4 separate regions of the Mus musculus genome follow, and regions 2, 3 and 4 are each linked to region 1. A link is a contact called in public promoter capture Hi-C data. All regions are on one chromosome and are shown on one strand. Each heading gives the region's core, a stretch centred on a gene start, on an enhancer-like site or on the middle of the called end of the contact. The rest is flanking DNA. Distances are from core to core; before and after follow the strand shown.

Region 1 (6,960 bases), core at 3,779-6,278:
TCCGTAATAAGATCTGATGCCCTCTTCTGGAGTGTCTGAAGACAGCTACAGTGTACTTACATATGATAAATAAATAAAATAAAATAAAATAAAATACTATAAAAAAACTATAAAAGTGAAGAGAAAGACCTTAAAATCACCCAGAAAGAAAAGTACCTAGTTGTTGTTGGTAGCTCTCTGTGTGTGTGTGTGTTATATAAGAGCCTGTCTCAAGAAGAGAGAGAGAGAGAGAGAGAAAGAAAGGGAGAGAGAGGAAGGAAAGAAAGAAAGAAAGAAAGAAAGAAAGAAAGAAAGAAAGAAAGAAAGAAAGAAAGAGAGGAAGGAAGGAAGGAAAGGGAGAAGGAAAAGAAAGAAAAGAGAAAAGAAAAAAAAAAAAAAACAGAGTGAATCTAAACCAATAGTATCCAGAAGGTGATGCTAGCAGACCACAGATAATGATGATGGTGACGAATCTGAGTGGGGTTAGAAACAAAGCTGAAACCAAAATACCAGCTTGAAATGTGGAGGACAGGGAAAGAAGAGTTGGAGTGTTCTACGCGGCTTCTATTTACTAGAAAAGCATGGTGACTTAAAGATCCAGGGAAATGGGTGCACAGCGGTGGCACCAACCTCTAATCAGAGGCAGAGACAGACAGATCTCTGTACATTTGAAACCAGCTTGGTCTACATAGTGGGCTCTAGGCTAACCAATGAGCTACACAGCTGCTTAGCTATACAGTGAGACCCTGTCTCCAAAGAGTGAGGGTGAAGAAAAATGTACAAGGAGACTACTAGCATATGCAGCTTTTGCACCACTGGGAGACAGGAAATAAAGAAGATAAATAAATCCACAATCAGTGGCATTTAATTGGCACCGCTACTTTACAGACTAACTTAGCAACACCTCTACTTTACAGACTAACTTAGCAACACCTCTACTTTACAGACTAACTTAGCAACAGTTAGTAAATTTAGAGGCACCTATTCCTTGTCCCAGAAATTCCCCTCTAGTTACTTGCCCTTGGAATGTCTGCCACAAGGGCCGGGAAGGCATATATAGAATTGCCAGTTGCAGCATTTACTTTGTTATAGAAAACTGCAAGGAGCCCAGATGCTCACTAGAGGATGAACAGAACTATGTAAAACACGGTGGATACGTAAAACTTTAAGGCTAGCTGATGAAAGTGGATTATGTAACACTTGACGGATGTTGAAACCACACAAATCAAAATTATGTAATTTTTTGTGACTTATATACATATAAAGTACAGCTTTCAAACCATGGGATTGTTCCTAGTGGTCAGGGTTGGGTTTTCGATATTTTAGGCTTCTACTTCAAATAAAGGCTGACACAGATTTGCAAAGTAGCAAGGAAATTTTATTCAAAAGGAAAGTAAACAGTATAAAGCAGGGAGAGACACAGAGTAGGGATCAGGGGTACACAGGGGTGAGAAACCGTTCACAGGCTCCAGTTATGACAGGAGGCATCTTGTTATGGTGTTCAAGAAAAGAAGTTTGGTTACTGAAGTGTATAAAGTTGTTCTCTCTTTTGATTAATAAATTAAGTCATATAATTATTTCTCACACATCTCCAATTTTAACCATTATACATAGGCTTAAGATGGCAATCAAGGAATTCTCCTTCAACGTTTACTCAGCGACACAGTTTTATCTTTATGTGGGCACACACCCCAAAACCATTTCAGGTTGGATCTGTTCTTCTGCTCTTTCTAATCAGATGCATTGGGAATATATTTGTCTTTTTAAAAAAATATTATTATTGTAAGCCTAGCCCTCAATGGCTGAAACATCTCTCCAACCTCTTTGGGAATACATTTGAATAAAAAAAAAAACTTGATAATTGTTAGAGATGAAGAAATTGAAACTATTGTTCAAAGAGTAGTGTACACGTAGCCTGATGTAGGCAGGGGCCTGAGGTGTGTGTTGTTTGAGGAGGGTTGTGTATACATTTACACACAGGTAAAGGCACTAGGCTGCCAAGGGCATCATTACAAGACAGAGGGAGTGTGCATAACTAAACCCAAACAGGGCCCCAAGTCGCTACACTATTCCCTGTCCTAACCTACTTCAAATTTGAATCAAATTTGGCCTGATATTAATTGTCCTGGAGAGATGGCTTAGTGAATAAGAGCACTGGCTGCTCTTCCAGAAGACCTGGGTTTGAGTCCCAGAATCCACATGGCAACTCACAATCATCTGTAACTCCCACTCCCAGGGGTCCAACGCCCTCTTCAGTCTCTTTGCACACTTCACACACGTGGTGCACAGATATAAATGCAGGCAAAATGCCAGCACATATGCAAATAAGTCATCTTGGAAATATAGTTGTAAAAAAGTAACATTACTGCTGGGAGAGGGAAAGTCAGTTTCCTTAAATGATCATAGCCCCCCAGGTGGGTGGTCCATACTCCAGGGCAGGCCCTGCTCCCAGGGTAGGAGGACAATACAAACTGGACTCCATTTAAAAAGAAAAGAAAAGAAATACAAGAAGACAACTCAAAGCTGGGGGTAGGGGAGTGAGGTGATGGTGAAGAGGGTGGGTGTGGGAGGAGTGGGGACTCAAATGCCTTCATAAAATTCTCAAAGAATTAGTGCAAATGTAAAATTTGTTTCAAAGTAAGATATAAACATGGCTGGGGATGTAGCAAGGCAGCAGAGCAGTTGTCTACTAGGCAAAAGGTCTGAGGTTCAATCCCCAGCATTGCAAGAAGAAAAAGATCTGAGCAGTCTGGTGTGCACAGGAGTGTTACACTAGTCTTTGGACTTTACTTTTCTGTATGTTGCAAATGCTCCTTTTAAAAATGCTTTAATGGTTACTCTGAGCGTCTAGAAATAAGGGTAAAGGGGGATAAATGGCTGCATCAGTCCTCAGAGGGGATGATCTCCTGGGATGGGATTGGGGGTAAGGCTGAGTCTTAAACCCTGGGGTTACAGGAGGATTAACCCAGATCATCCCTCTCAGCTGATCACCTGGGGGACACACCTGCCATGCCTGCCCTTCAGACACATCCCTGACAGCCCTGCCCCCCATAGCTGCTAAGCTCTTTCTTCCCTTCTGCTCCCTAACTTCACCCTCATCTCAACCCCATGCTGATCTGAATAGGGTTTGCCTCCCACTAATAGACTGGTTCTAGTCTCCCTTGAGCATTCCCTGAGATCAATGGTGAGTGATGGATCACCTGCACCCAGGAACCAGCTTAGTCCTAATGCTCAAGATCCAGGCTCTCCTAGAGAGAGCTCTGACTCCTGAATGTCACAACTGACCATGGCGACTGTCTTTCTGTTCACCCACTGCCAACTGCTAGCCTGACCTGCTGCTGAGACAGAACTGGAGGCTGCTGCGCTGGGCAGAACCACTGAGCTTCCAGAACACTTCCCTTTAGCTCCCCCCATGAGAGCTCATTTCATCATCTCTAAATATTGTACCTTGCTACCCAAGTCTGGCTTGATGATCTGCAAAATAGTAAGCTTGCCCGGAAGCTCTTCTCTGTGGCTGGATCACTGTAGCCATGGGTCTAAAGTGGGAGCTTGACCTCTGGGGAGAAGGTGAAAACAAATAATTCTTCATTTTTCTGATTATCAGGCTGGGGGTCGGGGGGAGGAATTACTACTGACTTCTGGACTTTTTTGTTTTGTTGGTTTTTGGTTTTTGAGACAGGGTTTCTCTGTGTAGCCTTGGCTGTCCTGGAACTAACTCGGTAGACCAGGCTGGCTTCTAAATCATATAGATCCGCCTGCCTCTGACTCCCAGGTGCTGGGATTAAAGGTGTGAGCCATCACTGCCTGGCAGACATCATTGTTAATAGGGAACGTGAGTTTAAATTCATGAGTTAAAAATCTGGGATAAATGATGAAGGCGTTGTTAACTTAGTCGGAAGCTCCATGTTACTCATTTACTCCATGAGTCAGGTACTTTGATACTGAAGATACAAAGATAACTAGGATACTTCCCAACCTTAACAGCAGGCAATACTCTGATGCTGCCCAGAGGGTCAGAAGAGCACAGCAGGAGAGTCTAAAAAAAGGAAGGGATGGGGTGTCTGGAGAGTAACTCTCAACACAATGCTGAAATTACTGATAAGCCTGAGATGTGCAGGGAATTGCTTCATTCCTGAGGAACATGGAGGGCTTGAGAGCCCAGTAGCCTGGGGAGTTGAACCCAGCCAAGCCATGCCCAAACTTTAGGAGTGAGAATACATGAGAAAGAACTGGTGTGAGGTACCAAGCTTAGAAATCTCTCCACGATTATAACTCGGGGAGCAGATTCCTGAGTATCCACTTCTGACCTAAATGAGACCTGCTGAGATGTCAAATCTGCCTCAAGACCAAGTTCATCTCTTGAATAAATAGATGAAAAGTTGAAAAAAAGCTTCGTGGTTTCCCACATTTCTTGTTACAGGGAACATCAATGATGCCCACACTGCACAGGTCACAGAGGGCGTGGCTCAAAGGGCTGGGAAGAAAGAGGGACTTGGTACACTGGGAGGAGAGCTCTGGCTGGGTGGGATTTCGGGGAAAGCAGTGATGTACCACCACCTAGCACTTGGCACATGCAGGTCTCAACTATCCGCCAGCCCTGCAGTAGCTCTGGGGCGCTTGAGGCTACCCGGAGGGATGGGTTCTGTGGACTGCGGGGATGGGGACGCTGGCTCTGTGTGGGAACCAAGGAAGTGCGCGTGTGTTTGCGCATCTGCAGGAAACAGTCCATCCCCCCCCACCCCCACCCCCCCCCCGGTTCTATCATCCGTCAAGACTAGCCCCTGAGGTCCCTAGGCGTGGCGGACCCAGGGTGGGTTCTGCAGCCAGAACCAAGCCATGCTAGCACTCCTTGGGCGCATCCTCAAGACCCGGTAGCTCACGTCCGCTTTTCAGGCGCAGCAGACCTGAAGCTGCCTCGGACGAGCCTGGGGCACTTTAGTGACGTGTTTTGAACCTCTTTTGCTGGTCCTCACTGGGTCTGGAGCCGGGGACTGGGGGAGGGTTTCCGGGCGGCCACAGGCGGGCACTCGCGTCAGGTGGCCAGGCCAGGCCCCGCCCTCTCGGCCCGCCCTCTCTCCTCCCTGCGCACCGGGCTCCCGGTCCCCGGCCCGGAGGCTGCGGCTTCTGCTCGGGAGGCGGCGGCGGCGGCGGGAGCAGCCATGGAGGCAGGCGGCGGGGCCGGCGCGGGAGCCGCGGGCTGGAGCTGCCCTGGCCCAGGTCAGAGCGGCCTCTCTCTCAGCTCCCTATGCTCCTTCCCCCTACGGCTCTCCTTCCTTCTGACCCCCAGGTGCTCCTGGTACTGAGTCGGCTCCCTTCACCCTGGCCTCCACCGGATACTGCTCTCCATCTTTCGACCTGGGTTGTCCCTTCCCAGCGGTCACTCCCCAAGCGCTCCCCAGTTAGTCTCTCCAGCCCGATTGTGTTTCCAGCTCACGAGGGGGGCGGGGGAGTTGTCTCTAGAGCCTGCACCCTTCTAGTTCATCAAAGCTCTTGACCACCGGGAGAGGGTGGGGTGGGCGAGGTTTGGTGAGGGAGGGAAGGGGAGAGAAAGAGAAACGGCCTAGTTTAGAGCCCCTTCTCTCCTCTCCTGAGCCGGCCACCCCTCCCTTCTCTGCTTTGCTATATAGGATCCTCCCAAAACCTTCTTTCCTAGTTCCCACCCTACCCCTCTTCTTATGCCCCAAGCTAAACAAACACTCACCCTCTTCTGTCTGAGCGAGGGAGAGGAGCCGGGAACAGGGGTGCTGAGGTTGGGCCGCGCCGGACTGGGGTCCCCTCCATAGGCATGAGAGGTGGCTGAGGGAATAGAATCACAGAGCTGGGCAGAGTGAGTCAGGCTTCTCCAGTGTGATTGCAAATTCCGGGGCTCCCATATAAGAATGCACGTCCCTTTCTTTCCCCTCAGCCCCAGGCCCCTCTATTCCTACAGTTCTTACTTTCTCCCGGCTCACAGGACCCACAGTAACCACTTTAGGCTCCTATGAGGTATCTGAGGGTTGTGAGAGGAAGAAAGGCCAACGCTGGGGGTCTCTGGAGCGCCGTGGGATGCAAGCTATGGACGGTGAGTTTTCTGAAAAAGGCTTTCTATCGCCCTACTCCGTAGCTCCCTTCTTCCTTCCCTGACCCCAGAACTCTGAGCCAGAACAGGGCCCTCCCCTCACTTCATCTCAGGCCCCTCCTCCCTGGTGGCTGAGCTCCAAGCCTCCCCTGGGCTCAGGCATTGTGGGAAGTTTGGGCACATCCCTTTGGGGCGCCAATCACCCAGCTAACCAGGTTGTGTGTCCCGGGAAGCTGCCAGACAGAGAGAGGCCCTGCTCAACCCAGCCTGGAAACAGGCTTTCGGCAGGGGGCTTGTTCTTCTCACTGCCTGCTGACCCAGATCCCAAGCTGTCTCTTATTTTTAAAAGCCAGGACATGGGCATGAGAACTGTCTATCTGATGCCACCACCGTCAACTCTGAATGGAACCCTGCAGCTTTAGTAAGAACGTGCTTAGGAGAGGGCTAGATGGAGTCTATTTCCCAACAGCACTCGCGTGTAACAGGGCAGGCAGTACCAACACATTATCCAGGACTTCTTGTGAAGTGTCCCCAGGCCCCTCTGTAGTTCAGCACAGGCCTTCCCTAGAGACTAGATGACATAAGGGGTCTCAGATGAACCGTATGCTGTTGGTGTTAGAAAAGGGAAGGAAGGCCAGAGACCCAGGATTAAAAACAAAGCAATCCCTACCAAGACAAGATTGCATTGCAGTGAAGAAGAAGAAGGAGAAAAAAAAGGTGTTCAGGAGTCTGAACATGAGGACCAGTACCAAATTAGTTTTTCAAATGTGTCAACAGGACTGGAGAGATGGCTTAGCAATTGATCAGTTCCCGGCACCCACATCGCAGCCCACAGCTGTCTGTGACTCCAGTCTTAGAAGCTCTAATACCCTCTTCTGACCTGAAAGGGCATTGCCCTCCCATGATGGACAGACACACATGCA
Region 2 (6,998 bases), core at 3,497-5,996, 1.1 Mb after region 1:
AGTGTACTATGCAGTGTTTAATTCTGGACTCCAGCCTGGCCTACATAGTGAGTTCTGGGGCTACATAGAGACCCCGTCCCTAAACAAAATAAGTAGAGACCAATACCCAAGCTGGAGTTCCAAGAAGCCACTGGCATGGGGTGGGGGGGGGGGGGCTGAACTCTCCAAGTGCCCTCTATGGTTTTGTTTTGTTTTTGTTTTTGACTACCAAGCTATCCTTCAGTCCCTGAGAAAAACTCTTCTCTGCATTTGGCTGGGCTCCTAGGCAAGAGCCATTTTGACCTAGTGGGGGGAGAGGGGCAGCAGTGTCTCTGCTGGTTTTTGTGATTTTGCTCTCTGGTTCTGGTTCTGGTTCTGTCTTGCGCGTGCCAGACTGGCCAGCAGTAAAGATGCTGCAACAGGATCCTTCTGCACACATTTATTGGGAGAGCTTGATTGCAGAGGCGAAGAGACCCCGAGCCCAGAACTGGTGCTGCTTATATAGGCCTAGGAGAGGCGTGTCTCACACCCAGATTGGTTATGCACTAAGCCTCATTTGCATGTTCCTCATCTGATTGGCTACTCTCTCTCAGTACCTCACAGAACCTCATTAACATACCTCATTTGCATGTCTCACATCTGATTTGTTATATTCTCAGTACCTCATTAACATGCCCTGGCCAGGCAGTGACTTGGCAAAAAGCTTTACTGCATATGTACACATTGGTTGTTTGTCCAAACTTATGCGTGGTGGCCAGCAGTAGCCAGTGCCACTCTGCAACGGCACATGTGGCTTCCCACAGTTCTGGTTCTGGTTTATCAGGACTCTGTTGCAGAGCTACCATTTTACCTAGCGTGGTTAGGCCGTAGCACCGCAGTCTCTGCTCCGCTCAGCTGACAAGTCAGAAAGCCTTGTTTAGTGAAAGGACATGTTCTCCACCTGCACTGTCCACTAGGGTGGCAGCTACCAGCCACATGAGCTATTGAATACTCCAACACTGGTTACTGTGACAGACAAACTGAATCTGGAACTTGATTTAAATGTATTTAAATATAAATAGCCGCACCTGGTTCTAGCCACAGAGTGGCAGTTTTAGGAAGATTCTGGGTTGGGACAGGACTTCGTTCCTACCTCTCATAAACACTCCTCCTCTCTGGAGCTTGGTTTCTCTTGGGTGTGGCTTACTCATCAGTCAGAGGAAGTGGACTAGAGAGGAGGATACAGGGGAACTTGGGAAGCTAGCCTCTGGTAAGCAGGATGCTTGCCAAGGGTGTTGTACAACTCTACAACACCCCTTCATCTGACACTCCGACTGTCAGCCCACGGGGTTTGGTGTCAGCTCTGTAGATTAGATGAGTGCCATACTTGTAGCATGCTCACGTGTGTGATACAGGCTTGGACGGAGTGGGAGGGGCTGTAAATGGAGGGAGGAAGAACAAAGCCAGCGGCAGAGCTAACGTGTAAGCCACTGGTTTCTAAACCATGCAGGGCTGCCGAAGTGCCTCAGTAGACAAAAGTCTTGCTGTGCATGTGGCCACCTAGACCCACGCAAAGGTAGAAGACGAGATGCACCTGAGGGTTATCTTCTGCACACGTGCAACAATCATTCAAAAAATAATACATACTTATTAAAAAGGAAAAATGTGGGGCCGGAATCCCCAAAACTCAGTACTGGTTTTTTTTGGGGGTGCTTGTTTGTTTGTTTGTTTTTGCTGTTGTTATTTTAAATATTTTAAAATAAAGGGGGTTTTTTTTGGTTATTTTTGAGACAGGGTTTCTCTGTGTAGCCCTGGCTGTCCTGGAACTCACTTTGTAGACCAGGCTGGCCTCGAACTCAGAAATCTGCCTGCCTCTGCCTTCCGAGTGCTGGGATTAGAGGCCTGCACCACCACGCCTGGCCCATAAAGTGGTATCTTAACAAATCTCAGTTCTGTATCAACTGGGTTAAGGATTTGGGGACCCCTGTCTCGTAGCTGCTCACTTTCTTCCTTGTGCCTAATTGTCCAGCAGAGAACTGTTGAGCCAAGGCCGGGATGAACAGTGCTTGTCCTGGCCCTGTCACCTTGATGTGAGAATGACAGTCTGATCAAACAGACTCGTCCCTTCCCTCCCTCGAGAGCACTGAAATACGAGTAAAATGGTGCCAGTGTTATTCTTCCTCAAGTGGACTAATAGTGTCTCCGAGACCTCTGTGCGGCTTTAGTGGCCGTGGAGAGTGCTCAGATTGGTGCTAATGGTCCCAGTCATGGCTGCTCTCTAGAGCTGGGAGGTCTCAGATTAAGACAACCATTAGGTAACATTTTAATTAGAGATAAAAAGAATAGTGTCTAAAACAAACAAACAAACAAACAAACAAACAAACAAACAAACAAAGGCATCAGTGTCTAGACTACTTAGTCCAGTAGTGTTGAGACTGACGTGGAGGCTGGGGATATAGCTAGGTGGCAGCAAACCTGCCTAGCCTGTGACATTCGAGGGAGGCCTGGGCTGAACTGCTGGCATCTCCCTCTCCTTACAAAACAGAAACCAAACAACTTGTCTTTCTAGATAGTGTGAAAATAGCTTTTCTCACTAAGTCTGTAGTTGGAATGATTCAAAGGATACAACTGTGAAGTTCCCCACTCGTTCACACGCAGCCTGACTGGTATCTGGGAACCTTTAAGAGCCAGCTCTAGAGAGGAACAAATGAAGGGGGAGAAGGTTTGGGGAAAAAAGCAATCTGTTGTTCTAAGTGTCTTATTGTGTTGCGGGAAATGTGTTCCTTGCTATCTTGTCCCTTTATAACATCAAGCAAGAGTATTATTGTACCTCTTTTTCTTCTCCATAGTTGGGTGAAAAGAGGTGGGCGGGGGTGGACCTTATTCCCAGGAGACCCTGCAGATTAGCCATATTCTGATTCACCAAGGTTGGGACAGCCCAGCCTGACACACAGAAATGAGGTCTCTCGGCTCGGCTCAGGCAGCAGCCAGGCAGGCGGGAAGGGCCTGTCCAGTTTGGCTCCTCAGCCCAGCTCTAGGGTTGGTGAAGAGAGGACACAGACAGCGGCACACGCTGGCCACTTACTATTCTTGGCACTCAACACCAAGCCAGGATCCTCACAGCGGTTGCATCTGTGAAATACATCAAGTGTCAGTGTGTGTCACCTCAGAAGGGACGGGCAGATCAGTTCATCTTTTATGAACCATCTCACTAAAGCTACCAAGAGTCTGGGCCTCAGAAGGTTCTAAGACTGCAAGGCCCACTTTCTCTCCCTGCAGGGTAGCAGAGCCATATCTGCCACGTGCTGCAGTCAGGCGTCACTCTGTCCACTTTCTGCTTAGCTAATTTGTGCTGGAGCCGGCGTGGTGGTGCACCCTCGTTTTTTCATCCCAGCATTTCGGCGGAGGCAGGTGGACCTGTGAGTTTGAGGCTAGCCTGGTCTATATACACTGAGTTTCAGGCCAACCAGGGCTTCTTAAAACAAAATCAGAAACCAAACAAAAACATTGTGTTGGGATGCGGGAGGATAAGCCAAGGGCCACCAAAGTGTTCTTGCCAAGGGAGTTACCAGCTCTCCCAATGCCAGAGGAAGGGTCTCCTTGGTAAGAACTCTCACTGCACCGATAAAGGACCAGACCCTTCCCCAGGTGGGCGGGGCTCCGCGGAGCCGCAGTGCAGCACGATGAAGCCTGTGCCTGGGACGGGAAGCTGCTCTGGAAGCGAGCGCCAAGTCCCCCAGGTGCCACCGCCAGTCACTTGTCCCGGCAAAGCTCCCAGTGTCCACATAGATGCGGAGCCAGGTCAGGATTTTTCGAATGTAAAATGGCCTCGTGCTTCGCGGAGAAGCTGCCCAGGGTGGGTTCTCTGCCGCCCCCTGGCGAGCAGCGCTGGTCCTGGTCGTGGGCACCGCGACTAGCAGCGGCCGGTGCCCACGCTAACTGTGCATCTAGTGGGTACGCAACCGGCTGGGATGCCACCGGGGCACAACCTTGTATTCAGGCTGATAGCACCCGGAGGCAGGGCTTCTACCCAGCAAACCGGTTAGAGGAATCAGGTACTGAGAATAGAGTACTTTAGCTCAAGGCTCAGAGGAGCACAAAGAGCTAGAAAGCTTTTCAGGGACAGCACCCACCACCTCCTGGTGGCTTCTGGAAGGGGAGGAAGCCTACGAAAGAAACCAGAAAAACTGCAGGAGACTTGGAAAGTTAGGGCGAGGAGAGGCGGTGCTCAGAAGGCACTGATATATAATCGCGCTCCAAGGCAGTTAGTTGGGAAATTTTAAGTTCGAGGCTACGACAATGATCTTTTTGGTAAATAGGGTGAGGCCACTTTGGCCAGGGCACTCAAGAGTACATATACAGAGCAAGGCCTGGCCTTCAGCTCCCATCTCTTTATCCTGGGGTGGGGAGCCAACCTGAGCACAGCAGTCACCCTGGGGCAGCACCTCCAGAGGATGCACTGGAGGCCAAACTCTGGCCTTGAGGGAGACAGGTCCACTTGGAATTAGGACGGGGTACCACGGGTGTAGGACCTTCTCCACTAAAGCTTCGCAGGATGAGGATCCTCCCTCCCTCCCTGCCTTCCACAGCCCAGTGTGGCAAGAGGGGCCTAGGGCTGCGGGGGAGAGAACCACTCCAAACCGGAATGATCTGGTTTAAGGCAAGCTGATTCTCCCTCCGCTCTCCCCCGCCCTCCCTTCTCCTCCTGCGACAGGCTGCTTTTTGTCGCAGTCCCCTGACCAAGGTAAACAGGAGGGAGGAAAGAAAGCTCTGTTTCCATGGCAACCTAGAGGGCGGTCGATTTGGCTCTCTCGGAAGTGCTTGTATGAAGGGGAAAAGAGGCCTCACTGGAAAAGCAACAGGGAGGAAAGATCCTAGCCGCGTTCCTGATGGGGGTTATTCTGGAAGGTGATGTGGGCCTGGAGTAGGAGAGGTGAGGGGCCTGGCACCCTCAAGTGAGGTGGCAGATGGAGCCCGGGACCTGGATACTCCAGGGGCTGGATTCACACCAGAAATGCCACCATCAACCTGGGAAGTATCAAACAGGTGCCAGAGCTCTCCGGGCACATGCTTAAACCCTCACGCCTTGCTAGCCCAGTCCAGAAAAGCTTCCATGGCCGCTCGCTCTGCTAAGCCACGGGGATAAGCCCGGCTCAGTCACCAGGATGAGACTCAGGGCCAAAGACAGGTTCTGTCTGAAAGACTCCCCACCCAGTTCTTGGAGAGTGAGCTAAGAGAGCGCTCCTCCCCTGAGAGTAAGGCTCCAGCATCCTTTCTCCTCCAGACTGGCCCAGCTCCTGTGTGGCACCATGAGAAGAACAGAGTAACCCCAGCATGGGTTGATGGGTGTGGGTCACCATCTCCTGAAGGAGGAGGACTGTCCTGTCACTCTTCAGAGGTCAGCTGAAGTCCTCACTAACCAGATAATTACCACACACTGAGACTTTTCTGAGGAGCACCCTGAGAGGGCCAGTAGCCTCTCAGGGTTCCTATCAGCGTCCTCATAAACTCCTTCTGTCCCGGCTTGGGGAAGATAAGGCAGCTTGCCTTGTCTTTAGCTATCATCTGAATAGCCCGGCCAGGAGAAAAAAGACAGAAGCTATGGGTTGGTCTTCTTCTGACCCCAGGGACGCAGCAGTAGAGACAGGGACTATGTGGAATCTGTATGAGGTATCTTGGTTTCCTCAGGCCACACGGTGACTCCTGGCAGTGAGGCTTCCAAGATTTGGAAATCCCAGCTCCGGAGCCTTTCCCTGGAGCCAGTGGAAGCACCTGATCTGTCGGGGGGGGGGGGGCTGGGGGGGGGGGAGATACCTTTCAGACCAGAACAAGGCAACAGATGGACGCGTTTTCCTTGTAAGATGCCCAGAAAGGCCACATCTCAGCTCTTTCCATGGCGTGGGGATTCCAAAGCTACCTGACCTTGGTGTCTTGCCACGATGCTCCCTTTAGTCCAGCCATGGTGCCGCTCCTTGGATGATGAAGTGTGTTGTTGGGGGCCTTGGCACCAGTGGCTCGCTCTTCCTCCTGCGTTTCTGTGGGTCTGTCCTCCATCTCCGGTTCTCTATTCAAATATCATCTCAGTGAGGAAGAGTCAAAGCTAGGGTCCCACTAGGAAGACTCCAAGGCCTTTGCCCTGACCCTTCTACCGGCTCTGTCCCCTTCCCATCTCCCCCATGGTCATAGAGTTTACTGCCTGTTTGTTCCACCATCAGGAGGACAGGAGCTGACTCTATCTTGTTCATTCCATAGTCCTTAGAGCCTGGAACAAAGTAGGTGTTCAATAAACACTTTCAGCTAGCTGGATAGCTAGGGGCCTGGGTTCAGAAGGCGGGGGCCCTCCACCTGTCCTGCAATCTGTAGAGGCCTGTGGTGCCTGCTACCTCCTACAAGCTGCAGAGCAATGTGACACACTTCCAGTGAGGCCCGCAGAGGGATCCAGTGTGTAGCCACTATGTAGGAAAGAAGCGAACAGTAGAAGGGGATGCTGCACTCAGATAGATAGGCTGGGTCACTGCAGCCAGGCTGTAGGAGGCATGGTTGATAACATCTAAAGTAGGATTGGAGTGATTCAAGTCAGCCTGAGGCCCAGGACCCTGCCCGTCGGGCATAGCAGAGGAAGACAACAGCCCAAGCATCTTCTCTCTGCCTCTGCCTTCTGCCTTCTGGGCACTGGGAGGAGCTGCTGGGGGTGGGGAGAAGAGGCACGACTAGAAGGCCTCTTCTAAGACCTCTAAGAACTGCACATCTCTTCTTTCCGACAGGGAGCCTCGGCAGCTGTGACTGGCGTTCTGCATGCCTCTCTGCTTCCTGAGGCTACTCACTTCCTTGCTTGCATGTGGCCACAGTGGCAAGTTCCAACAGTTTCTTCAGTCAACGACCCCTCCCTCCCGACTTTGCAGTTTGAGTCACCTTCAATTTCCTGCCTGCCTGCCCCTTCCCTGATTGACCTGATAAATCCAGGACAGCTTTTATTGCTTTTGGCAAAACATTGCCATTAAGATTTACGGAGCCAAAAGCTGGTACAATGTAATCTTCAG
Region 3 (6,950 bases), core at 435-2,934, 1.6 Mb after region 1:
ACCCTCTCCAAAGTCCGCCCTGGCCAATGGGTGAGACACCAGAGTCATTTGGAACTGGGAGATCCTCCAGCATCTCAGAATTCAGTTTTACATCTCTGGTGCCATGGAGGGAAGAAACTTCAGTACGCTGGAGAGTTCATCCCTTCTCAAAGGTTCCTGCAGGCTGTTTGGAAGAAACCGTTCATTTCAGAAGATGTTTGTGTTGCAGGACTTCCTGCTATCTTCTGGCTCCCAGTCCCTCTCCAGAGTCCGACAAGTTTGTCTGAACCCATCCCCAGTGCGGAGCAACCAGTCTGTACCTCGGTCTAATGACCCTGGAAAATAGGAATGGACAGAGAGAAGGCATGGACAACGGCCTGGGGGGCAGCGGGGGTGGGGGTTGTGCTTGAGGGAAAGATAGACAGCAAGACAGTCCTACAGGCAAGCAGTGAAGCTGGTCTCCTGGCCAGAAGAGGAGCTGGAGTCGGAACCAGAGCTTTCCACCATGGCTGGGGGTGGTGGCTCAGGGCGGGGAGTGCGACGACGACCTCGGTACTCGATCATGTCGGGATGGTAAGTTGGATGGCGACGAGCATGCTTGGTCAGGTGGTCGCTCCGAGAGAACTGCTTGGGACACAGCGGGCAGGAGAAGCGCTTTTCACCGGTGTGCGTCCTGTAGTGGCGGGCTAGCTCATCAGAACGCGTAAACTTCTTGTCGCAGTCGAGCCAATCACAGGAGAAGGGGCGTTCCCCCGTGTGGGTACGCTGGTGTGACTTGAGGTGCGACGACTTGTAGTAGGCCTTGTTGCAGCCATGGAAGGAGCACTGATGTCGCTTGGATGCGGGCGTAATCTGCCTCCTTCGGTACGTCGGGCCCGTTGATGGCGCAGGGCGGGCCCCTGGGGGCCCCTCGGGCACTTCTCCGCTGTCATCCGGCTCCTCTGAGGCCTCAGGCGCATCCAGGATAGCAGAATCACTGCAGGAGCTCTCGGCGTCAGAGAGCTCATCCTCGAAGAAGGCCTGGGTAGGCTCAGAGCCCCCAGTAGGGCTGGAGCACCAGGTCGGCTCGAAGCAGCTAGTTGAGGCACACGGAGCTTCTTCGGAGTCTTCCCTGAAGTCTTCCCGGGCACCACAGCTTAAATCAGCCAAAGCGCTCGCAGCCAGCAGGTGGGGCGCGCCATCGCCTTCTCCGGGGCTCGGGGTGGGGACCTGGAGGACTGGGGGTATCCACAGCACCCCCCGTGACCCGGTACCCTTCCCCGCCGACTCCCGAGACACTGCACCCACCTCGGAGACAGCCGCTGCGCTCGCGCCTTCGGGGTCCGTTGCGCGCCGGTGCAGCACGGCGCGGGTGGACATAGACACCAGGCACTCGGCAGCGAAGTAGTCCAGGCAAGCCACGGCGGCCGACATGCTGGCGGCGCCCGGTTGCGGGCGAGCGCCGTCCGAGCGCGGCCAGCCGCGGGCCGGAGAGTCCCCGGGAGCGTCCGTCCCGCCGCTTGGAGCCAGACGAGCTGGAAGCCGGTGCGCGCCGCTCGCCGCCCGCAGCCGCTGCTGCCGGAGCCGAGCCCGCCCCGCCTGACGCGCCCTGACGCACTGAAGCCTGCGGGGGTGGCGGGGACCCGCCCCGGCCCGAGGACACCCCTGGATCGCGCTGCCGCGCGGGCTATGGCATTCCCAGCAGCCTGGGAAATTATCTTGTCTGCGCTTTCTCTCCGCTGCTGGCGAGCCAGGTAATTTCAATGCGCGCAAGTCCCGGATCGCAACTTCTGGGCAGCCTGCCGGCCTCGCCCCCCTCGCCCCTGGTCTCTGGCCAGCTGGGTGTCAGGCAGAGTCCTAGAAACTTTTTTTTATCCTCTAAGGGGGAGGAGGGAGCGGCGAGGGAAAAAAAAGCGGCGCTAATACCTGACTTGTCTTTCGCTTCGCAAACGCGATCGCTGGCGAAGTGGGCTGCGATTGCGTTTGACTCGCGTCCACCGCTCACAGCTCAAATGGAAAATAGCCCCAAGTCTTCATCCAAAAGAAAACGGGGGCGAAACAAAGTTTTCTCATTTAGCAGTTCGGCTGTTAATGCAGGATCGGCAGCCTTGTCGCCAATAGATCACCGCGTAGCCATTAATTAATAGCGTTTTGAATCAGAAACGGTTTTAACCCTGGCGAGAGCAAAGAATCATCCCCGCTTGAAATAGAAACTTAAAATCCTTGAAGTAACGATTTAACTATTCAAGCAACGAAAGAAAAAAACGCACGTTTAAACTGCATTAACCTGTCACAGGCACACAAACAAATATCCACGCTGAAATATAAATTACAGACTAGCAGCGAGATAAACACATTAAAATGGACTCCCACAATTTTAATAATAGAAAGTCACGTTTCCAATTAGGCAACCTCTTCTAGTTCTCTTTTGACAAAAAAATTAAAATTAAGAATATGCAGCAAAATAGTATAGAATGCTCATCCAGTGGTTTATGACTGTGGGGGCTTTTTCTTTTTTATAATCAAATATGAATGATTTCTTTCACATGCCTTCACGGCTTTATTTGCCCCCCTTTTTATTTTTTAAAAATTAAAAACCCCACAGAAAATAAACAGGATGATTTCTAAATGTAGTGCTACCACGGTTTGGGATGTACATAGGCTTTACTTTTGTACTATTACGTTATGTGCACTTTATTTGCAATGCTTCACTATTTTTTTCTTTGGAAAAGTAAAATGATACACATGCTTCAAGAATAACATATGTCCATATACTTGATGATTAGAATAATCAAATATGATATTTTTGTCGTGTTTGCTTCAAATTTTAAATTTATATTAAGCATCCAGAGAGGGTAGAATGTCATTTCCCTCGTTTCTCTAGCACTGTTCGTTTTCTCCCTCGCTAATCAGTATCATAAAGGGTAAATTCTTCTAACATTTGCTGTGCTTTATTACACAGCTACCTAAGTATGTAAATAGACCCATGTATCTTTGTTAGTGTATTTTAAATGTGGGCAAGTGTTACTGTGCTGCACATGTCTCTTTGCAGCTTGCTTCTCCCAGCATGATTTGTGGGTTGATACCTGTAGAACTGACTGTCCATTTCAGCAGTTTTAAAATAGTATTGGCAGTTGTATTATTTTTAAAGAGACCCAATTCTAAAACGGATTCATTTTTGTTAAAGATACTGCCTCAAATTTTCAGATGCTGCAGCAATCCATACATGAACATTCTCTGAGAATGATTTAGTACCTGATTTTTCTTTTAAATTTATGCTTTAGAAAAACGTGTGGAGATATTTTAAAATGATGAGAGAATATAATACAAGTGTACCTGTCTGGTATAATTCATAAATGTTACTATTTTGTCATATCTGTTTTAGATCTTCTTTTTAAACTTTAACTAGTCATCATTTCTGATGAAATTCAAGTCCCCTCTGCCTCTCTGGCTGCACTCTCCAGCCTTCCCCCAAAGGCAAACTCTATCATGAATTTGGTATGCAACTTTGCAATTTAGGTTGCAGACTTTCAACTTTATATGAATTTATATGGAGATACTGCTTTTTAAAAATATATACACATGGTTTAAGACTGTATATATTATTCTTTAACTTGTTTCTTCCTTCTTGGTATGTTTTTGGGTGTTTTCCCCCTCCTAATCATGTTGGTGAATATAAATGCAGTTCACTCATTTTAATTGCTGCATTGTAGATCCATGCATATGAATGTGTCCTTTTTATTCATGGTCCTACTGATGAATGTTGAAGTTGTTGCCAATATTTTGGCATTGCTAGTGCATGTTTCTTTTGCACATATGCAAGAATTTCTCCAGTGTGTACCTAGGTGACGATTGCTAGGCAGCACTCATGTTTTGAGTCTTACTAGAAACTGCCAATGACGTTCCAATTTGCACACCCATCAGCAGCAGATGAGATGTCCTGTTTCCCTAACATGATGCTAAACCCATTCTAGAATCAGACTTATTTCTGCCAGTTGGCTTAAAAAGAAAATACCCAGTATCTTGTTATTTTATTTGAATTTCCCTCACTGCTAGTGAGGCTGGGCATTTTTCCATGTACTTATTGGCTGTTGAAGTTTCTGAGTCTGTGATTTGTTTTTTGTCAGCCTTTGCCATTTTTCCAATAGGCTACGTGCGCTTTTTATCTTTCATTCCTTGGACTTATGGTGTTTCATGTATATATATGTTGAACACATTGTCCCAATCTATAGTTCGTCTTTTAACTTTTGATGTTGCCTGTTTTACAGAGAACATAAAATATTGTTGTAGTCAATCCCTTAAAAAAAAAAAAAAAGAAACCCAAGAATCAAAAAACAGTTTTTGTTGTCTCTGTATCATTAAAGAAACAACCCACACCTGATGCGTGAAGACAGTGCTTACAGCTTTCTCTCTGACGTGTCCTTTCCACATGTGAAAATCTGGGTGTAAAGCAGGAATTGATTTCCGTCCTCTCTCCTCCACCAAGGATAGCCTGCTGTGACCTGATTTACTGAACAGCCATCATGTCCCTATTAATGTGTGATGCCACCATGATTGTAAATTAAATTTCCATATATTCATGGAAATGTTCCTAGTTTGTCCTTTTCCATGGGCCAAACCAATTCTGAGCCAAAGGCACACTCTTAATTACCATGCCTTGATAATAAGCCTTAATTATGACAGCTTGGTAATAACTCTTAATGTACAGGAGGGCTTGTCCCTCTTTGTTCCTTTACAACCACACTAACCATTTTTTTACACTTCACTCCTATACCAACTTTAGCATTAGCCCATCAAATTCTAAAGAAAAACTTTTTTTTTTTTTTTGGTATTTTGCTGAGTTAAATTTACAATTTATTTTGAGGAGCTGTGGCATCTCTATAAAGCCAAGTGATATTATTCTTATTCTTTCAAGCACCCTTCAATAACATGTTATAATTTGTTTGCAAAATACCTGTGCCTCTGTGCTAGATTTCCCTCCCCCTGCATCCCTCACAGCTTTTGTTGTTGTGACAGTGGGATAATTTTTCTATTAAAGATGTAGTTTGTTGATTGTTGCTTTTGAAAGGGCTAGTGAACTTGTTTAAAAGGCACACATTCTTATTAGTTGATTCTTAGATAGCTTTAGTATTTTTTCACGTAGATCATCATATTATCTGAAAATAACACCCTTGGCACCCTTTCTCCCTTACTCTCACTACACGAGCTGGGACCTCTAGGGCGGTCAGTGCTAATAAGCACACTCCCTTCCTTTCTGTCTCATTGAGAGTATGGCTAGTGTCCATCCTTGCTTATTTCATTTGCTGTGCATTTTTAAATAGAAATCCTTTACTAGGCTGGAGTAGTTTCTTCTATCCCAGTGGTGTTTAAAGTAGGAATATTTTGAAAAAAGAAACTGATATGGATACTGAAATTGTGTTATATGCTTTTCCTTAGATTGCTGAGGTGGTTATAGATTTTGTTGTTGGCATGTTCATGCAGCAGTTCACACTGATCGATTTTCTAATGCGAACCTGTTGAGTTGCTAAGATAAAACAGTGCCTTGCCATTATAGTTTTAATGCACTGCTTCAGGAAATCTATATTTTAAAAAATTTTAGCAATATATTCATTCACATGTGCAGGCTTAGAATTTCCCTTTTTTATGCTGTTCTTGAGCACTCTTTGATATCAGACTTAAATTACTGCTGCGAAAATTCATTTGGAAATTTTTCTTTTGTTTCCTATTTTCTCTGAAAGTTTGTTTCTGATATTAATTCCTTGGATGTTTAGTAAAGGTACCATATTTTGAAATTTTAATGCTCTTTCTCTAATCCACTACACCATTTTGGTAATTCAGATTTCTCTTAAGTAGATATATTTAAGCCTACAAAATTTCAAATTTTGACTTGTATTATCTTATTTTAACATACTACAGTATCTGTTGCTATATTCCATTTTCATCCCATTTATGTATGTATGTGCATATATACAAACTATATACATATATACATACAAATATATACATACATATATACACATGCATATTTATTTGTGAATTCTTATTCCCCCTTAACAAAGGTTTATTTAAATATTTTTTACAAGTTTATTGTCTGTGATCCTTTCAAATGGGCAGCTTTGTCTGATAATGACTCTTTCTTTCCATATACAGATGCATGTTTACTTTCTGTGTTTGTTTTTCTTAATCCCTGACACTTGTGCTGCGTGTAACACTTCCTTGTGATTTCTCAAACATTCGTTTTCCAGAAGAACACTCTTCCTGGATTTCCCTGCTATTAGGTCCCTTGAGTGTGTCTGTAGCCAGTGTTTACTGTGTGAGCTCTTGGGACTTGGCTCCTGGAAGCACAATTGAGGAATATTTGAAATAAAAAGCATAATAAGGATAATTTCTCAATGTGACATATACAGTGGCCTTGAAATTAATTGTACTAGAATAGTCTCACTAGCCCATTCAGAGGCTCCCAGGAACGTCACACAGATGTCCGAGAAGGCCATCTCAACATCTCCTTTGGCCTAAGTGATTCAGTGCGGGGAGGTGGGGGGAAGAGTAGGAATTCAATAAATACACACAGACTAGATGAATGATTACCAATCTCCAAGACAGCTTTGCTGGAAACACTGCAAACGGGGGTGTGCCTGGCTCAGTCTCCCTCCTCTGTTTTGTCAAAAGCTGATCATTCCTATTCCACGCCATTACCTTTTCTTTTCCCAGTTTTGCTTTCTTCCCTCCCCAGCATCTTTTGTCCTTTCTTCTTTACAGCATAATTTGAGTCAATATTAAATAATGGACTAATAGCTTTAATTTAAAAATGAAATCCTTCTATCTCTTTCAATGTAGCAACTACCGTAACTATGTTGCCTTTCAGAGTTTCTCAAGCCTGAATGTATTCTTGCCACCAATTCCTCACCCTTGTATAATGCTGAAGTCACTGCAGCATTTAGCTCTTGTTTCTACAGAGACTGCTCTTGTTAAGATAACGCAGATGCCTCTCA
Region 4 (6,236 bases), core at 3,095-5,594, 1.2 Mb after region 1:
CCAAAGAAAGGCTAAGTATAGCGTCCATTTGAATTATCTTTTTTGTTTTAAACTACGTTCCCCCCCCTTGGTCTGTTTCTTGTCATAAGCATGAACCCCTAGTAGACTGTACCTGTTCCTGAAGCCCATGCTTAGAAGGCTGGGCTTGTCTTTGATCATGCCTGAGGTCTACAGAAATAGTACAATCATATTTCATTTCCGTTTGTCCCTCAGACCAGGCCAGTGGCGGAAGCATCGACTGGGCTTATGACCTTGGCATCAAATACTCATTTGCCTTTGAACTGAGAGACACAGGCTACTATGGCTTCCTCCTGCCAGCCAAGCAGATCTTGCCCACAGCAGAAGAGACCTGGCTTGGCCTGAAGACCATCATGGAGCACGTACGAGACCACCCCTACTAGGGACATACAGAACAGATGAACACTATTAAAATCTCTGTGGTATAAGCACAACTGGCTTCTGGTCATTTCCTTTTCTATCCTTAATCTGGAAACAGTATTTATCCCCTCCCCCACCCCAGGGGCTGGGATTTGAGTCCAGGGACGTGTCCTCGTGTCCTCGCTAGGTGAGTACTTCCCCAAGGAGCTTCGTTCCCAGCTCCCGATTCTCTCATTTCTGTTGTCCCAAAGCCACAAGTCCCTGGCTGTATCAGTGTTTTTTTTTAACCTGTTCTAAGCGAACTATTCCCGGCATCCTTTAACCTTTTAAAGGCCAAGATCACAGGCACATGCTACCACACCCAGCTCTTGATTATTTTGGAAGGGGAGTGGCTAACAAAGATATTTTAATATTTGTGTTGAGCATGAGGGATAAGAGAAAGAGACACCGGGCTGGAGATAAAGCTCCGCATGAAAAGAGCACTGGCTGCTCTCGCGGAGGACCTCAGTTCGATTTCCACCCACGTGGTGGTTCACAACCATCTGTAACTCCTGCTCCAGGGCATGTGATGTCTTCTTTTAACCTGAAGGTTACAGGGTACATGGTAACCAGGCAGGTACATGGTGCACAGTCATACATGTGAGCAAAACACTCATATACTTAAAATAAAATGAATAAATCTTTAAAAAGAAAGAGAGAATGAGAGGAGATCAGAAGCAAGTAAGACACATCCAAGAGTTTGGTGTAAGCTCCTCAAAGAAAAGTCACAGAAAATAAGAGAGACTGAAGTGTGGTCTCGAACTCACAGAGATCCACCTGCTTCTGCCTTCCAAGTGCTGGGATTAAAGGTGTAAGCTGTCATGCCTGGCCCCTTGATGATGATGATTCCTCTTCTTCCTCCTCCTCCTCCACCTCCTCCTCTTCCTCCTCCTCCTCCTTCAGGACAAGTTTTTCTGTGTAGCCTTGGCTGTCCTGGAACTCACTCTGTAGACAAGGCTGGCCTTGAACTCTTAGAGATTGGCCTGCCTTTGCCTCTCAAGTGCTGGGATCAAAGGTGGGCACCATCGCTGCCTAGCCACCCTTGATTATTTTTAAGGGTACAATTCAACAGCATTAAGTGTGTTTACCATGTTACGCCTCCATCACCAATATCCAGCTCCAGGACGCTTTCATATCATCTCAAACTGAAATACGCACTCACTCATTAACTGGTCAACCACCACCACCTTCTCCCTCCGGCTTCTTGTAAGCATTAGTGTACTCTATGAATTTTGCTATTCGAGGTATGTCAGAACCAAAATCCCACAGTGTGGGACTTATTTCACATAGCATAATTTTGAAACAAGTCTCAATCCTTCATCTTGTGGTGTGTGTGTGTGCGTGAAAGAGAGAAAGAGAGAGAGAGAGAGAATGCTTAGCTAGAATCTATCTCACTAAGTAGCCTGTCTCAATACATTAAATGCTGGAATTTCAGGCATAGACTGAGCCCCTTTATTTTAAATAGTGCAGCATTTCAAACTTAGCAATGGACTTAAGTTCCTTCATGCAGTCAACACTATCAATAACAAAGAGCCAGGCATCTGGTTCCTGTATATCCTTTGGTTTTGTTACCTCTCGACATGTTGAGTTTGTCCCTCAGCTTGCACACAGATTCTCTTTAGACCTTCACCTCAGTTAGTGGTTTAGACTTATTGATTTGTTTGCTTATTGATTTGTTTGCTTGATTGATTGACCGACTGACTGACTGACTGATTGATTGATTGTGTTCCTTGGGAGACAGTGAAAAATAGGTTTCAACATCTAGAATTCTGGGAACTTAATTCTTTCTATAATTCTTCCAGCTGAATCTAGTCTTTGTTTTTCTTTCTATTAACTTCAAGGATGTGGTCTGTCTTGGTATGAACTAGAGCCCTGACTCTGTGGTGGGCAGAGCATATGTGGGTCCAGTGTAAGTGCTGGGAGAACACAGAGCTCTGAGACAGGCTGAGAAGATAGGGAGCACGGTTCTGCCAAGTCTGATGGAGGCTGCCTCTAGGGACCCAGTGCCCTATCTATCTATCTATCTATCTATCTATCTATCTGTCTGTCTGTCTGTCTGTCTGTCTGTCTGTCTATCAGTCTATCTATCTATCTATCTATCTATCTATCTATCTATCTATCTATCTATCTATCTATCTATCTATCTATCTATTTTAATTAGGTTGGTTCTTGGGCCCTGACAGAATGAGTATTAGGAAAGACATGACAAGTCATACTACCCTATCTGTAAAGATATTATTAATTTCTTATCCATCACTTTTGATGATAAGTCCTTGACCAACCTCCATCATGATTCCTCTGAGGGCAGCTTAGCAATCATCCCCCTCTCTTAGTGCTCCCTCTTTGTAATTTTCCATCGACGGATCCCCTTATCCTATTGTCCCGGTTGCATTTGGCCTGGAGACTAAACTAAACCTCCTACTGCTGTAGTCATGAGCTCTCTGACAATGATCTTTAGTAAAGTCTTTCTCAATGTTTTAACAAGTGTCAGAAGAGATTCCAACACTCCCAGCCAGGATCTCCAGTTCTGTGTACCTGCCCTTCAGCAGGTGTGGAAAGAGTGCAGACAGCGGGAGGGAAGCAGGGAGCTGATGGTGGCACACACCTTAAACAGAGGCAGAGGCAGAAGGATCTCTGTGAGTTTGAATCCAGCCTGGTCTATATAGCAAGTTCCAGAACTGCTAATACTACAGAGAGACCCTGTTTTAACAGGAAGGAAGGAAGGAAGGAAGGAAGGAAGGAAGGAAGGAAGGAAGGAAGGAAGGGAGGGAAGGAGGGAGAGAAAGGAAGGAAGGAAGAAAGAAAGAAAGAAGGAAAGAGAGAGAGAGAGAGAGAGAGAGAGAGAGAGAGAAAGAAAGAAAGAAAGAAAGAAAGAAAGAAAGAAAGAAAGAAAGAAAGAAAGAAAGAAAAGAAAAGAAGAAAAAAAGAAGGAAACAAAGAGACCTGGACTTATTAGTCCAGCACTTGGAATGTTGAAGCAAGAGGATTGTGAGTTCAAGGCTAACCTGGGATACAAAATGAGCTCATGTGTCAAAAATAAAATAAATAGAAACCTTGGGACCGGACAGATGACTCTTTCAGAGGACCCAGGTCTGATTCCCAGCATACATATGGTGGCTTAGCACTGCCTGTATCTCGGTTCTAGGGGACATGATGGAGCCCGGTGCTCTCTTCTGACCTTCAAAGATACCTGCATGTGCATGGTATTTATAAACTCACACAAGCACACAAAAATACACATAAAGATAGTACAATTTAAAACATAAATACAAAACAAGTATCATTAAGCCTTCTCTGTCATTCAGATCTCAAGGAAAACTTAATTTATTCAGCATAACACATCCTTTCTATATTGTTCACCACCCATATTTATCTTTTTTAATGGAATCCTAAAATATCAGGCCTTAGACCCAGAAAGGCGGCCATCAGCTCTCCTCTGTATGATCTGCTTTTGTTGAACTCTCTGATCAGGTTTCTCAAGAGTGCAGCCTTGGAGTTGGCTTAAGGTTGCTTGATAGTCTTCACTTTCAAAAATGGTTTTATTACTCTAGAGGTAACTTCATCCCAGGTTTACAATCTGGCTTCTCCTATCTATGAATTCCAACCAGCAGTGTGGGGATATTTCCCTTTTCTCAAACACACACACACACACACACACACACACACACACACACACCCCACACACAAAATCACCACTGAGATGCCAAGTGATGAACAATGAGGCATCCTGGGTAAGACATTCCCAGCCTGCGGAGCAAGTTCCTGCCTTGCAAATGGAAAGGCTGGGCCTTCATCACTGGAAAGGAATGGAGGAGGCCCTGGCTGGTGCTGCCTTGTCAGAGCTGGAAGGGTGCTGAAGAACCACATTAGCATTTCTGAGAACATGAATCTGCCTCGGGTTCCTTATAAATACTGCTTGACTCAGTCAGTATGTGACTGGCGCCCTTGAGACATGAAGTGGCTACTGTTCTTTGGGGCCCTGATTGGGGCAGGCATCTGCGGCCGAGATAAATTCTTTGGGTGAGTTCTTTTTGAACTTTATTAGCATTTAGTTATTTCACCAACTTGGGAGCCAAATGAATTATACTTTAGGTGGTAGGGCTGGGCTTATATCTCCTCTGTCCCACTGTCCTGGACCAGCCACTTCTCTCTGAAACCTGACTTCTCCTGTGAAATCAAAGCTGGTGGTCTCCACAGATCCTCCCCAGCTCCTTAACCTCCAGCTAATTTTGTATCTTCTTCCTTCTTTCTAAGGCCAATCCTCTATCTCACCTCTTCCTACACCATTAATTCGGAAGAATGGTCAGAAAGGCTTTGGCAGTTTCTGCCCGGTTTAAAGGGAATAGCTGGGTTCTCAGGCTTTGGGGACAGATAGTCTCTATCATTGGTGAAACCTGTGTATAGCTGGTGCATTCCACAGGCTTCTGGAACAAGGAGATCCAATAGGTCATGTCTAGCTGTAGCTACAGAACTGTACCCCGGGACTCTGTGTGCCTGTGCGTGCATAGGCTCACATGCTCCATGCAGACACTGTGGAGTTGGTGAGGGACAGGAAGTCAGAGAGGCAGGGGTGATGACAGGGATGCTCTGGTACCACCGTAGAAGACTGTGATAGAATAATCCATCACCGCATAACATTTTGCCTTTTGCAAAGAGCTTTCACGTGCCTTGTCTTGTGGATCATGTAAGAGCTCTGTCAGGCAAGGGTGTTATTTTCCTTAATTTAAACATGAAAAAAAAAAAAACCCAAAAACCCAGCCTTAAAAAAGGTTAAGGAAGCTGCCCAAAGCTACTTAGCTGGTCAGCACGGAAGCTGGAATGCTGACTGCAAGGCTCATACCCCTTTTCTGTAACACAAGCCAATCAAATGGAATCTTCTATCTCACCGGTCTACCCGTATATGCGAGTTTATGCTCTACTGTGTTGTCTGGTTAAAGGGACTCGAGGACTGTTTATTGAAGCAATTACTTACATGAGATGGAGTAATTTTTATGGGGATGATGGTTCATACCTGTCTCCGCTGCCAAATAGCTTGGAGGGGTTAGGCGTAGCAGGTGTCCAAGGAGTAAGATTTTTCCGCAGGCAGCTCAGCGGTAGGTGTGTCATAACTACACTTGCTGCTGTGTGGGCTGACGAATGGAGCTGTCAGGCTCCCACTGCAGCTCTTCATGTGGCTGGAAAATCTCTATTTTTCAGGATACAGACCTCTCTTGTGATACAGTGGGCACCTTCACTGAGACAGTGGGGCTGGGTCCCAGAGTATTCGCTGCAGGACCCGTGCATCTAAAGGGCTGTGTGATGGGGCTGATTGCAAATGGTTTTAATGAACAGTGCTATGCCATCTCCAAGTCTGGTCTTTTCTAACAGCAGTAAATTCAGTAAAGGTTGAGGACTCTCTGCTGGGATCCATGTCCTGGTTGCCCAGTTCAGTGAATATAGAGAGCACAGAGGATCTGGCCTCTGGCCTCTGAGTGGTTGGGAAGCCAGGCTGGAGATGGGCTAACGGACACAAAGCTGGTGGTATTTTCTCACTGTTCTATCTCATGCCCTTGAACCTTGTTGTCCTAGTTCCCTGGTCTCTCTTGTTCTGCTGTTATCCTCTGCCCTAGTCTTCAGATGTCTTAAGGATGAGGCAACTGCCAGGATACATGGAGGTGCTGGGTGGGTGGAGAGTATGAAGCAGTTGTAGAACTGGTTGTAGCATCAGTGGTAGCCGGCAAGCATCCCAGTGTTTCTCAGGGCGTCTCTCAATGCTATCAGTCATAGCTGCTAAGCCTGGACAGGAATGTGGTGAGTGGTACAGAGGACTGACCACTTGG

The links. Promoter capture Hi-C pulls out the DNA fragments that hold promoters and counts their contacts. Capture Hi-C pulls out chosen DNA fragments and counts their contacts.
Region 2: a promoter capture Hi-C map of liver shows a contact between it and region 1, with 2.1 times the contacts expected there. The contact joins the promoter of 1700012C14Rik here to the promoter of Ccdc136 in region 1. A contact is called at or near these places in 1 of 39 promoter capture datasets (liver) and 1 of 115 datasets of contacts at active chromatin or transcription factors (pancreatic cancer cells).
Region 3: a promoter capture Hi-C map of liver shows a contact between it and region 1, with 2.8 times the contacts expected there. The contact joins the promoter of Klf14 here to the promoter of Ccdc136 in region 1. A contact is called at or near these places in 5 of 39 promoter capture datasets (the C10 cell line, hematopoietic stem and progenitor cells, liver and 1 more) and 2 of 9 other capture datasets (adipose tissue and liver).
Region 4: a promoter capture Hi-C map of liver shows a contact between it and region 1, with 2.7 times the contacts expected there. The contact joins the promoter of Cpa4 here to the promoter of Ccdc136 in region 1. A contact is called at or near these places in 1 of 39 promoter capture datasets (liver) and 1 of 9 other capture datasets (liver).

The regions. Positions count from the first base shown.
Region 1 is chr6:29,391,547-29,398,506 of GRCm38.p6, forward strand. It overlaps Ccdc136 (coiled-coil domain containing 136), which reads left to right and starts at 5,029. Exons shown (of 18, transcript NM_001347071.1): 1 at 5,029-5,196; 2 at 5,933-6,040. The coding sequence starts at 5,139.
Region 2 is chr6:30,456,239-30,463,236 of GRCm38.p6, forward strand. 1700012C14Rik (RIKEN cDNA 1700012C14 gene) reads left to right here and starts at 4,747. Exons shown (of 2, transcript NR_131049.1): 1 at 4,747-4,891; 2 at 6,723-6,998.
Region 3 is chr6:30,957,306-30,964,255 of GRCm38.p6, forward strand. Klf14 (Kruppel-like factor 14) reads right to left here and starts at 1,685. Exons shown (of 1, transcript NM_001135093.1): 1 at 1-1,685. The coding sequence starts at 1,392. The coding sequence ends at 415.
Region 4 is chr6:30,564,025-30,570,260 of GRCm38.p6, forward strand. Cpa4 (carboxypeptidase A4) reads left to right here and starts at 4,345. Exons shown (of 11, transcript NM_027926.3): 1 at 4,345-4,437. The coding sequence starts at 4,370. Cpa2 (carboxypeptidase A2, pancreatic) reads left to right here. Exons shown (of 11, transcript NM_001024698.3): 11 at 214-449. The coding sequence ends at 401.